Linked DNA regions of Zea mays: region 1 is linked to region 2. The links are chromatin contacts, called in public Hi-C maps. All regions are on one chromosome and are shown on one strand. Each heading gives the region's core, a stretch centred on a gene start, on an enhancer-like site or on the middle of the called end of the contact. The rest is flanking DNA. Distances are from core to core; before and after follow the strand shown.

Region 1 (3,725 bases), core at 425-2,924, 260 kb before region 2:
CCATATCTTCATTTATATCGCAAGCTTCAAAGAGATCACATATCTCCTCCTCTGTGAATGAGATTTCCAGCTTTTGAAAACAATGTTTCAGTTCCTCTTTATCTATTTCGCCATTTGAATCTTCATCTGCAAAAGCACCACTTCTTGACACATCAACGAGAACATGAAAACTGACAGTGTCAAAAATAATTGTCTCCATTAGCGCAAGTCAACGAATATTCCACAAAGCATAGCAGTCTTCCCACTTTGATTACTTCCCACAGTCACACATGCTTTCTTTTTAGTGAATAAAAAAGATAAGATGTCGCTACTTAAAATCATGTTGATCATAAATGAAGAAATAGAAGCAGAGGGAGGTGTAAACAACAGAAGTACAGGAACCAAAGGGAAAACGAATAAACAAGCATTGGCATAAAGTATGAAAATTTGACAATTTATGGCAAATAACTAGAACTATATGTAAAACAAAACAGCAGTAAATGAGTTAGTTAAACCATCAGGTCCAGTTCCTGAATCTCGAAAAAACATGATTGAAAAGAAAAGCTTCATCAACAAATTGCCATGCCAAAAGACACATTCGCATTTCACTAAAAGCATGAAAGGAAATTTGCAGAGTGGCCATCAGTTCAAACTATTCAAAGCACTGGCAGAAGGGCAGAACTCACCAAACTGTTCGAAGATAGTCTTGCATTTTCTGAAACTCTCGTCTATTTTGGGGAACTTCATGATAATGCTATCGAACGATTTCAGTGAGGTTCCATGCGATGCTCTCTGCTGCATAGCGTCGACCATCTTTACCTCCAGCTTCGAACCATGGGAACTCCGCTTGTGCGTGTCATGCCGTCCAAGCACCGCGCCCATGCTAGCAGTTTCTCAAGCAAAGAATCCCCCGATCAGATACACACGGAGACGGAGCTGCTGAAGGCCTGGAAATGAATAGCAATCGAGTCAAGCATCATCACTCATACGTGACAGCTGTTTCAGGTAGCATATTGTTCTGCGAGGAGTGGAAGCAATGACGACACCGAACAGGGAGACTGTCTGAAACTCTTGACCCAAAACAAACAGGCCAAGTCAGGATTTCAACATCATAATCACGCCCCGTATGCAAGTATTGAGGTGAGATGAAACATATAGTGCATCCACAAGAGACAACAGAGCACCTTAAACAAAAGAATATCAAGATTGAATTAGAAAAAAAGAATATCAAGATTGAAAGGAAGGAAACAGCTTGTTCCCTGTGCCCGATTCAACGCTGAGGAAAAGGGGGAAACCAGCCAGTTCGTTCTCAGTGTACCAGCGAACCCACCAAAACAAGGAACCGTACGGCGACGAGAGGTGGAAAAGATTGCGAGGCGAGGAGCGCTTGCCTGGACTGGACGCCGTCTCCTCGCGGCGGCAAAGAGAATCCGGGAGCGGGATCGGCGACGTGAGCCCTGCCCGGAGTTCGCCGGGTTTGAGAATCTGTCGACGGGGGAAAGGTGCGGGTTTTGGCCTGCCGTGAGGGGAATCCGCAGGAGGATTATTCGGGCAGGCCTGATGAGCCAACCAGCAGGAGAAGAGAGGGGGGGAAGCTTTCGTGCTGCGGACTGGTGGCTTGGTGCGATGAGGCAGCGGAAGCAGCACGGCCGGCGTTGGCTTCAGGTGTTCCGCTCTTCGGGACGCCGGCAGGTGGGTCCAGCGTGCTGGGCGGTGGAAATGGCTCTCAGCTATGAGGACACGAGTCACACGAGTGTGTTCGTGGCTTGGCTAGTTGGCTGCTTGGGCGTGCGCCCGCCGTGCGGATAACCGATTACTAACCGCACCAGGATAGCACGCGGCGTGCGTGTCTCGTGGTCGTCGTCTTGTTGATGTTGTTGGACTCGGTCAAATATTCCTCCTATACATTGCCGCTCCCCAAGTCAAGTGGCAAATTTGCTTATTTAAGTCCCTAACTCCCTATATATTGCTGCTCCCCAAAATACTCCATTAATATTGTCAATATCTAAAATACCCCGAAAATACATCTGTTCTCGTTAAATTACCGCAGACCGCAGTTTCATTTGTTGTGAGTCCAGCTCTGCTATAGTGTCTATTTTACCCCTGTTAAACACTTCCCGGTTAAACACTATTTGTAGTCAAGATCACGTAAGCATCCTGCCTCCTGTAACACTAATTAGCCATGCTTCAGGTGCACAAGTAACACTGCCCAAATGATCAGCAGTTCAATACATCCAGCAGCTATTCTTTCTGATCCTGATTTCACCACCGTTGTCTGCTGACCGAAAAGAAACAGGAGATAGCAGATCAACTAGATGCAGTGCTGACTGAAAAGAATTCAAATGTCCGCGTTGGAATCGGATAGCAGATCAAAGCTTCAGCAGTTGGATATCAGCAAGTCAGAATGTACTATGTCTGTACAAATCATCTGGTCCATACCCCTTGTGGCCTTGTCTTAGTAAATAATTCTGGAACAAAAACAGGAAGACGGACCTCAAGAAAAGGGCTGCAATTGGTTAGATCAGCAGCATAGTTTTTTTTAGCTTAAATCACATTTGCTTCTCTAAAGACTGATTTGGTGACAAGGGAATCACGTAGGGATTGAGGGGAAATGAATTAATTTCTCCCTCAATCCCTCCAATCCTCCCGTGATACCGAATCACCAAATCAGCCCTAAGGCCATGTTCGGTTAGGGTGTTACCGGCCGGGATGAAGCCCAGAACCCATGGATCGCTCCCGCCTGGAAATTATCCCTGTCCATCAGAAACGCGCGTTCGGTTAAGCCCGACATGGGCTACATCCCGGCCTTTCCTCGTCACCCAGGCCTTGGAACCAGGCCCGGTCGCTGTGGGGTAGGAAATATCCCGGACGCACGCAGCCAATAGGTCGCTTCTCACCGACCAGCATGGACTAGGGCAACAGGCATGAAGGGCACGCCGCATGCGCGCTGCAACGGTGGCACGGAGACCGGATTCCTCACGCCTGCTGGCGTCGATCTCCTTCGGAGTCTGCTTCTCACCGGTATTCTTCTTGCTCCCTGTCTCAACTAGGGCGTTTAGGGTTCTTGCGTCTCTTATTAGATCCAATAGCTCAGGCGGCGGCAAGTTCTTAGATCCAATCCCAGCGATATTCGGTGCCAGCTCCCGGTGCGCGAGCGGCTGGCCGATCACGGGGGAGGCGCTGTTCCCTCCGTCCAGCCAGCCTCTGATGGCGTCGATCTACAAAGTCTGTCTAAAACAGTCGTGTTTTGAGTTTTCGGAGCTAGTTGTTTTTTGTTTCCTACCTCGTCGGCCACTAGAGCTGCCCTGGGAATCTCAATCATCATTCCGATCTTGTACCCAATAGTTTTACCCATACTGGTGAAAACTTTGTTAGCGACTTGACGGATAAGGGCCACCTGATGTCCCAATTCCTGCAAATACCAAGTGTCAGTTGTCTAAAGGAATGCCTGCCTGCAGTCTTTCTTGTTATTGTGTATTTTAGGGTTTAGGTTACAAAAAAAAAAGATGCATGTCTGCGGTGTTCCAACAAGAGGAACCATTATCTCTGGAAAGACTTGAACGCCTTGGTTGGTCATCGCTATAGCAGCTTCAAAGATGGCACGGACTTGCATTTCTGTTAGCTCAGGTTCATCAGGTTCTCACCTGCTATGCATGCCTCTTTCAGCTCATCGTATAACCCCAGCTCCGACTTAGCTTCGTCCTTCACAACAGTAGTGGGAAGAAAAAGAAAAACACAAAAATATA
Region 2 (3,714 bases), core at 847-3,346:
AATCCGCTGTGCTTTATACTTTTATGCTCGTAGGATCTGTGCTTCTCCTGTCTGTAAAAATACTGTGTACACACTAGGAGCAAACTTGTTAGAATCTTAGTTTGTTTTGTCATTAATCACCAAAACCCTCAATTAGGGTTGATTGCACTTACACCTTGGTAGACGAGGCCTGCACTTTATTAGTCGCTTATGGTTTGTTCTGAAGATGTTTTCCAGCCGGATTAAGGAGCATTGGGGGTACCCCTAATTACAGTCCCCGACATATTCTATCCTATTATATTTTAATCGGATTCGGATACGAATAGTTAAAAACAATACGAATACAAATACAGAGACCATATATTTATTCGAGCAGATAAGTGACAAATACATATATTGTTTGATCGAATATCGAATACTTGTCGGATAATGCATGAATCACTTATCATTTACTCTAATTTAGTTTGTGAAAAACAATTATACACGAGCGTTGCATAAAATATAGATCAACATAACAATATAACAATAAATTTTGATCATATAATACTCCAACACAATATTTCAAATTTGATAACAAGATTCGAACCACATAATAGTCTAATACAATAGAAGATAATTTTAAAATGACATAAGATAGTCTAATCCAACACAAGATAATCCAACACAATAGTTCGAATATAATAATAAGGTTTGAATCACACAATAGTCTAATACATCACAAGATAGTTTACATATGTTACCATCATAATTATCATGCATATATATAAAAACATATAAATATAATATACTGAGCAAGTTATTAGAGGCGCCAATACCTTATTTTTTCTAAAAAAATAAGCAAATTACAATAGTCTGGTATAAATTTAGACACTATTTCAATAATTTTGACACTGTTTCAATAATTTCAACATGCAGATGTGTTCAAACAAAAATATGATGTGCTATAAAGTTGTAGATCTTTTTGAGCCCTATAATTTTCTTATAAACTTTACATTCATCCGAGTTCATATGCAAAAATTATGAATTAATAACAATATTACATAGAAAAAGAAAAAACGGATACCAGATATTCAATCTGAATATGAAGGTGCGCTATCCAAGTAGTAACTATATTTGTCTTGAGTATAAAAATATCTAAATCGGCATCCGAAAAATGGATTATTATATCCGATACCCGACGCTATACCCGTTTTAGCCCTTAAAACATGTTCTCAGTTACAAACGATCCAATCCTTGCGCAGAGCACTGCACTACACCAGAGAAGTTTCAAAATTTCCCGCTCGTTTTTTTCCGGCATACTCCTGCCAGCTTGCCCATCCGTGTCGCGGAAACCAAAACCCATAGGCTCTCAATTACGGGTGGGTATTTTAAAACCGAAATCTGAACCTGAACCTAAACCCGAACCGGGTTTTCGGGTTCAGGTTCGGTTCATATATGTGCTATATTTTGGGGTATAAGTTCGAGTTCGGTTCCTAACCTTTAAAACCTGAATAGACCCAATAACTCGAACTTAAAAAAAACTCTTAATATGTGATGATATTATTATATGATTTATGAACTTATTAACTAAAAATTATGATATCATCTTAACGATAATATATATCTCTGTATGCTATTTTTTATAGACACTTGTTCTAATAATAGTACTTTCAATTAATTATTTATTGTATATATTTTAACAAAATATACTAGTCTCTCTACTATTCGGGTCCATTCGGGGGACCGAATAGAACGAACCGAAATTATGGGTATATTCAGGTTCAGTTCTTAAAACTATTTTAAAAAATTTTGGTTCTTATTTTTCAGAACCTGAAATTTTAAAAATCCAAATACATCGAACCAAATTAGCCTAATAGACCAGCCCTCCTCCCCGTCCTGGGCCGCGTCGAAGCACCGCAGTCCGCAGCTGTTCAAGCGGCGCCGGCGGAGCGCACGATGCACGCCCGCCCGCTTTGGTTTGTTTGTCTCACTTGTCCCGTGTTCGGTGGTCACGGTCGAGCCGAGCGGCGAGACCGCGAGAGGAGAGAACAACGCAGGCTGCAGGCAGTGGTCCGTCACGCTGCCACGGTGCAACGACACCCAACCAACTACCAGGATCCCGTGTGCCAACTGCCTGCCTGCTGTTGTAGAGCCTCGTAAATTCCCCTTGAAACACGGCCGCAAGTTTGAAATTCAAATTCACTCACCAGCACCTGCAAACCCAGGCATTCATTACTCCCACCGCCCAGCAGCCAGCACCAATGAAATATGGGTCCAGGTATTGTCCACGCCTCCACGGTGCACATGTTTCATCGGGTTTGACAGACTGCAGCATATATGGAAAGTTGGAAACAAAAAGCGTCTCAATTCTGCTCGGTGCACTCGAAGCTACTGCTATTGCCAATTCCGTCTCTATTATTATCTGATAATACTCGTCTCTCTGCTCACAAGTCACAAGGAGGGGAGCGAGGCGGCGGCCAACACCTAGCAGCTCCGAACCCTAGCTCCGGCCACTGGCGGCGATGGCTGCTGCTACGGCGTTCCGGTCGGGGACGAGGCGGGGCGACGCTCTCGCGCCCGTAGAGGACGCGGGCTCCGCCACTCGCGAGCGCCAGGCCGCGGGCCGCGGCGGAGGCAGCGTCCGCCGGTCGAAGAGCCTGAGCCGGTTCCCGCCGCCGTCGCCCTCCACCGAGGACACGGCGACGCCGTCGTCGAGGTTCGTCAACAAGGTGCGGGGCGGGGGAAGCGGCGGCGTCTTCCCGCCGCAGGTCAGCCTCGACGACCTCGCCGACGAGTTCTTCCGGGCCAGGGCCGAGTCCGAGGACGACGACGACGAGGAGACTGCTGCGCGCGGCCGGTCAAGGCTTCCAGCGGCCGCAGAGCGTGGGGGCGGTGGCGCTGGCGGTCGGCGGAGCTCCACCGCGCGGTACGCTAGGCAGACGGAGTCTTCGCGGCAGCGCGGGCGCTCCGTGTCGCGGCCGCCAGCCGAGCGGCGAGGCGTAGCGGCCAATGCGGTGGATGGCGGCCCTGCAGCCAGGAGGCAGCGTTATGCGTCGGTCGACCGGCGCGCTGCCATGGATCGACAACGGTGGTGCGATTCGGATGTGAGTGTGGCCGGTCCAGCACTCTAGTTTTTCTTCTGTGCATTTAGTTTAGAGATGGGCTGAATTTTGGATTAAACTATTAAAGTTGCTTGTTAATTATAGAATCCTGTTTTGTGGGCGCTTGGGTGGTCCCATTAATCTGCGAAGTTTTTGTTTCCATTTTGCGACAAAATTGTGAAGGGAGAACGGTGTTTATCCACACATTCTTGATTCTTCTCTTATGTACGACTAGAGGTCCGATATGTTTTACTGTTTGTTTCTTCAAGGTATGGTCATATGACGAGTGGTGTGGTCACGAATGTAGTTTGGTTTAGTTCTATACTTTGCTTATAGTGTGTTTCAAACTTAATACCATCATACCAGTATAGTATCCAGTAATGTAACATATGCGCAATACTGTGTTTGCATCATCTATTGTTTCTTCAGTTGTTTTTGTTTATGCCTATATCCCCTTGTACCCTCTGTTTGTTGCTAGCTTCAATATGCTGATGCTGTCTGGCAATATAGTACGAAAATAATTTCACAAGTTCAAAAGCCAAAAGGCAAAACTGTGTGATTGTGATGCAGTTATACTTGCCAGTCTGCTTTTCAGATTTGCTTCAGCCTGCTCACGTTATAGTTTTCTTTTTCAATAAGTTAGGTTACTCAATCC

The links. A called contact is a pair of places that touch in the nucleus more often than the background predicts.
Region 1: a contact with region 2 is called in a Hi-C map of leaf, with 10 times the contacts expected there. The contact joins the promoter of LOC100193836 here to the promoter of LOC103638813 in region 2. A contact is called at or near these places in 6 of 25 Hi-C or Micro-C datasets (bundle sheath, ear, endosperm and 2 more).

What each region holds. Positions count from the first base shown.
Region 1 is chr9:108,130,410-108,134,134 of Zm-B73-REFERENCE-NAM-5.0, reverse strand. LOC100193836 reads right to left here and starts at 1,674. Exons shown (of 5, transcript NM_001138918.1): 1 at 1,371-1,674; 2 at 666-926; 3 at 1-126. The coding sequence starts at 861.
Region 2 is chr9:107,869,094-107,872,807 of Zm-B73-REFERENCE-NAM-5.0, reverse strand. LOC103638813 reads left to right here and starts at 2,096. Exons shown (of 8, transcript XR_004852716.1): 1 at 2,096-3,062.